2 separate regions of the Mus musculus genome follow, and region 1 is linked to region 2. The links are chromatin contacts, called in public Hi-C maps. All regions are on one chromosome and are shown on one strand. Each heading gives the region's core, a stretch centred on a gene start, on an enhancer-like site or on the middle of the called end of the contact. The rest is flanking DNA. Distances are from core to core; before and after follow the strand shown.

Region 1 (2,717 bases), core at 206-2,705, 680 kb after region 2:
CATTTCTTCTTGCTTCAGAAGCCTTCTATTATCTATCTTAGGGAAGAATGTGTGAGTACAAAAATGCAAGGCTCCTTTCATGCCTGAAAGGTCTTTATTCTGAGTGATAATGGGCTTTATAATGGGCCGAGTCTGTAATTACAGGTTCCAAGTGATTTTCACTCTGAACTCTGAGGATACTGCCCTGAGGATCCTGTCAGTCCCAGAACTCACACCTTCTTGTGCTGGAGAGAATTGCTTTTATGATTTCTTGGGCAATAATTTTCTTCCTTCTGTCTGCTCTCTCTTTCTAGAACTCAGTGTCCTGATATTTTCCATTTTTCTCTCGCCTATGCTCTTTCCCTCCCTTTCAGACATGGGACCTCAATATGTTACCCAGGTTGGCATCAAACACATGAGCTCATGTGACCATCCTTATTCAGCCTCCTGAGCCCTGGGATTACAGGCATGTGCTGGCCCTTTCTGATTACTAGGTCGTTTGCTGTGGCCCTTGAATAGAGCCCGTAGCTTCACACATGCTGGGTAAGCACTCTGCCATTGACTCAGCAGCCCCCCACCCCCGTGTTTTTGTTTCTTCATACTTTTTTAAAAAGAAAAAAAGATTTCTGTGTATGAGTGTTTTGCCTGCATATATGTATGTGTGTATGCGCCTAGCCTGGTACCTGCAAAGACCAGAAGACATAAGATTCCCTAGAACTGGAATTACAGATGGTTGTGAGCCACCATGCGGATGCCAGGAACCAAGAGCAGTCAGTGCTGGTAACCACTGAGCCATCTCTCCAGTGCCTCCATTTTTTTTTTTTTAATGTTCTGTTCTGGCATAATTCCTCAGCAAATTGTCAAGTCACCATCTTGATCCCTGGCTGTATTCGTTCCACTTCTCCATCTGCCTGATAAGCCATTTTCCTAGTTAAGGAATCAAGATTTTTCTATTTGTATTTTTATGAAGTCAGTATCCTTGGGCAGCGTTCTGCAGACATTCGTTATTTGAATTCAAGATTCCTGTTCTTTATATTAGGTCTGATTCCTGAGCAACACGTCCCTGTTGACTGACTCTGGCGGCTGTTCCACAGTGGCACTAGAAAGACTAATGCTCAGATTCTTAAACCAGCTCATAGATTTGCAAACAGATCTGAGCAGCTAGCAGCACCTATAGCTTTGCATGCTGAGCAGAGGTTCCCGCAGGACTGTGTCTAAGCGCTGTAACCCTACCACACTTCTTCCAACCCTCCTCTACTTCCCTGTTCCAGCACTTCTGGACAGGTTGGCTTGGTAAGACTTGGAGGGTGAGTAGATCCTTAGGAATCGAAGCAAAGTGGAGGTATCTTTTCTGGTGGAAGGCAGAGGAAGAGGAGAGAGTCAAGATGTGTCAGAATCTGTAGGATGTGAGACTCAGAGACTCTGGGTTAAGTCAGGAAATGAAATCAGTTGCGCAATGCAGAAGTGGTTGAAAGGGAAAGCAAGGCTGGTAAAGAACTGATAGGGACCATGGTGAGTGTGGTGACTGGCAGAGAGTCATCCCTAGACAGTGTTATTGTGCTAACCTTGCGGAACCATGGGGTCTATGCATCAGTAAGTGGGACTGGACCAGACACAGAAGCCTACTTTTCAGACTTCCCAGTCCTCTTCATTTTGCTTTTGGCAAGAAAAGCCCTGATTGTCCAGCTGTCAGAAGGAAAGGAGGGAGGGGGGAAGAAAAAGAAGAAAGCCTCCAGTCATCTTGTGTTCCAGTGACCTGGTGAGTGCAGGGCTATCAAAACCCCACGGAGCTTATACATGAAGCAACCTCGAGCTCTTCCTCTGCACTCAGCCTCCACATCTCTGGAACTCAGATTTTCAGTCTTGCAGGCTATAAACATCTTGCTCACAAGACCTGAGGAACTCTCCCTCGCTCCTGGCTGCTAAGTTCCCCCGGAGCCCAGAACATCCTTCATTCTAACTTGACAAAAGCGCTGTGCTTTGAGGCCTGTTTTATAGGTTTTCTGTGCTACAGGTTTGCGGTCCGTTACCGTCATCTGTCAGAGTTATAAAGCAGCACTGTGCTCACTTTCCTGTTGGTTGATTTTATTTAGACACTAATTCCTATAGCTGTTTAAAAAGAAGAAAAAGGATGAGAGCAGGCAAGGAACACATTGCAGTCTCTCAGCAAATTCTCCTTACCTGTTCCATACATCACGTCTCAGGACAAGAAGCACAAATAACTCAAGAAATACGCATAAACAACGCCACCGGTCTTTAATAACAGACAATTAGTGGTCTCCTAAGTTGCTCTCAATTTCTGGCTGTCTCTAGATACTGGCTCCTGAGGAAGGCAGTTCCAGGGCCAGTAACTATCACTCTATGTCTTTAGCAGTAGACAGGACTTTGGCCACGGAGGTACTGAATAAATTCTTGTGGGCAGAATGATTCCTGCAAGTAAGAACCAGACCTGAGAGGCCAACGTGCTGAGCCAGGTTGATGGAGCCATTTTTCAGGGGATGGGAGGAGAAGAGAAGGAGGCAGGCTGCAAAGGAACCATGAGTAATCTTGCTTAGGTCTGCAGCCAGCTTTGTCCCTTCGAGGCTGTGTCCCTGAGACAGTCATCTCTATAAAATGAGACAGGTATGCTTCGCTCTGTCACAGCCTGAAAGCTGCTTGGGCAGAAGCAAGAGGGACATAACCTCAAAGACACTGTTGGTCTCTTGGTGTCTTTTTTATTCACTGTGTAAAATTGATAC
Region 2 (2,700 bases), core at 200-2,699:
CTGAATCAATTAATAAATGAATTTGCTCTGGGGTTTCTTTGTGTGACAGGCTCCCTGGTGCACTGGGAATGAAATCAATTTACAAAACTGCAATTTGCACCCGGTGCTGATCCACTGTGTGAAGCAGAGGCCAGACAGGCAGAGATAGGCTCAGTGCCCACTCTCTTATTGCACCAGCCTGGCCCTTTGCCCTTTGTCTTGTGCCCAAACTTAGGTCTGTTTCACTGAAAGAGGACAATTTGCCTGGTATCCCCGCACTTTACTGTTCACGCTGCACTTTTAGAAAGTAGAGCTGCTGCCAGGAGTAACAGCCTGGTTAACAATCAGGTGGATATGGCCGGGCTCGGTGGTACACGTCGGTCATCCCAGAGCTCCCGAGGTGGGAATCCAGGAAAACCAGGAGCTCCAAGTCATCTTCAGCCGCACGGTGAGGCCAGGTTGGGCTACACAAGACTGAAGCTCAAGGGGAAAAAAATCAAGTGACTATGAAAATGTTGAAGCTATATAAATAGCTTTGCATCGATGTGATAAAGCGCCAGAGATAATCAGCTGTAAAACGGGAAAGGCTGGGCTGGTAAGATGGCTTTGTGGGGAAGGGCATTTTACCTGCTGCCAAGCCTGGTACTTGAATTTGACTCCTGGAACCTATATGGTGGGAGGAAAGGATGTAGTTAACCTCTGCTTTTCACACATTTACACACATGTGCTTTAGCATGTCCCCCCACACACATATAAAAGAAAAGGTAATTTAAAATAATTTTAAAGAATAATGGCTTGTTCTGGCTCACAGTTTTGGGGGTCTCAGTGCACAGCTGGTTGCCTTTGTTGCTTTTGGAGCTGCTGGGGCAGAATATGGTGGTGGGATCATGTGGTGGGGGGAGTTTCTCCTGTCATCCTTTCTGGGAAGCAAAGAGAAAGAGGAAGGGACAGGAGAGATGGCTCAGAGGTTAAGAGCACTTGTTGCTCTTGCAGAGGACCTGGAGTCAGTGCCCAGCACCCACATGGTGGCTCACAACCATCAGTAACCATCTAGTTCCAGGGGGGTCTGATGATGTCTTTTGAACTCCTCAGGCACTAGGCTTGCATGTGGGACATGGACACAGGTAGGCAAAACACTCCTACACATTAAGAAAAGTGAGAGAGGGGCTGGTGAGATGGCTCAGTGGGTAAGAGCACCCGACTGCTCTTCCGAAGGTCCGAAGTTCAAATCCTAGCAACCACATGGTGGCTCACAACCACCCGTAATGAGATCTGATGACCTCTTCTGGTGCATCTGAAGATAGCTACAGTGTACTTACATATAATAAATAAATAAATAAATAAATAAATAAATAAATAAATAAATCTTTTAAAAAAAAAAAAAGAAAAGTGAGAGAGAGAAAGAGGAAGGACCAGGGTCTGTCCCACTGTCCCCTTCAAACACACACTCCCATCTTCTAAATAGTGTCACAGGCTGGTGACCAACCTCTTGGCACAGGGCCTTCAGCAGACAGTTCCTCAAATAAGAGCAGAATCCAAAAAAACAAGTGGTATGTTTACACACACACACACACACACACACACACACACACACAAGCAAAGGCTTCTAAGGCATGTATCCTGGGAGTATCCACTAGGTCATGACCCTGAGCCCTGACAGAGCCCCCAAGCTCCCTTTGAGTTCTAACTCTCATCTCTTGGCAATTTTGGTGGCCAGAGCCTTCCTGTGTTTATTGCTGTGCTAAGTGATAAACATCACTGTCTAATCTTGCCTTAAAATATACATGTATGGACATTGCGCTGCCTAGCTATAGTCCCAGTGCTTAGGGAGGTAGAGGCAGGAGGGATTAAGAGCTCAAAGTCATCTTTGACTACATAGCAAATTCAAGGCCAGCCTGGACAACGTAAAACCCTGTCTCAAAAACAAACAAACAAAAGGAACAAAATTAAGCAGGCATTTGGTCTGTCTCCTCTTTGTGTCACAAGTAGCATTCCTTTAGCAAGACCCACCATACCTGTGTGTGACTGCAGTTTGCTTGGGTTCTTTGCTGCAGGATTTACTTAGATAAATATTGTGTTTCTGTTTTCCTGTTGGTGGGCTCACAGCTTGTGTTGACCTCCGGGATCTTGTGGCCGTTCTCATTCCTGTCCTGGATGCAGGGTCCATGAGGCTCTGCACTCTTCTGTGTGAAGGCTATAACTGAAGTGAATTGGAATTAGAAGTGGGATTGTCAATGTACGACTTAACTTTCTGTGATGGTTTGTATATTCTTGGACCAGGGAGTGACACCATTTGGAGGTGTGGCCTTGTTGGAATAGGTGTGACCTGGTTGGAGTAGGTGTGTCACTGTGGGTGTGGGCTTAAGACTCTCACCCCAGTTGCCTAGAAGTCAGTCTTCCACTAGCAGCCTTTGGATGAAGACATAGAACTCTCAGCTCTGCCTGCACCATGCCTGCCTAGATGCTGCCATGCTCCCACCTTCATGATAATGGACTGAACCTCTGAACCTGTAAGCCAGCCTCAATTAAATGTTGTTTCTTATAAGACTTGCCTTGGTCATGGTGTCTATTCACAGTAGTAAAACCCTAACTAAGACATTTTCTTTGATGATGAGCCACAGATTCCCCCAAACAACCATTCCAGTTCTTCCACATTGTTGCTGACGCTATTACCCCACATTTTGGCTTTAGCCTGGCTCACGGCTGTGTAAAGATACTTCA

What was found. Hi-C and Micro-C count contacts between places; a contact is called where the count stands out from the background.
Region 1: a Hi-C map of bone marrow-derived macrophages shows a contact between it and region 2, with 22 read pairs. The contact joins two enhancer-like sites. A contact is called at or near these places in 2 of 39 promoter capture datasets (embryonic stem cells and neural stem cells), 5 of 15 datasets of contacts at CTCF or cohesin (the NIH/3T3 cell line, hippocampal excitatory neurons, large pre-B cells and 1 more), 98 of 484 Hi-C or Micro-C datasets (the 63-12 cell line, the AML12 cell line, B cells and 58 more), 18 of 115 datasets of contacts at active chromatin or transcription factors (the 230-238 cell line, the NIH/3T3 cell line, astrocytes and 14 more) and 3 of 9 other capture datasets (embryonic stem cells, embryonic tail and embryonic trunk).

Annotation. Positions count from the first base shown.
Region 1 is chr6:89,626,791-89,629,507 of GRCm38.p6, forward strand. No RefSeq gene overlaps it. Among named protein-coding and RNA genes, the nearest start is that of Txnrd3, 16 kb to the right of the region's middle. Within about 2 kb of position 1,456, at least 15 of the 459 cell types and tissues checked have an H3K27ac peak or open chromatin away from gene starts, as enhancers often do. A contact at or near this core is called in bone marrow-derived macrophages, where this site is marked.
Region 2 is chr6:88,946,487-88,949,186 of GRCm38.p6, forward strand. No RefSeq gene overlaps it. Among named protein-coding and RNA genes, the nearest start is that of Gm36354, 7.9 kb to the left of the region's middle. Within about 2 kb of position 1,450, at least 1 of the 459 cell types and tissues checked has an H3K27ac peak or open chromatin away from gene starts, as enhancers often do. A contact at or near this core is called in bone marrow-derived macrophages, where this site is marked.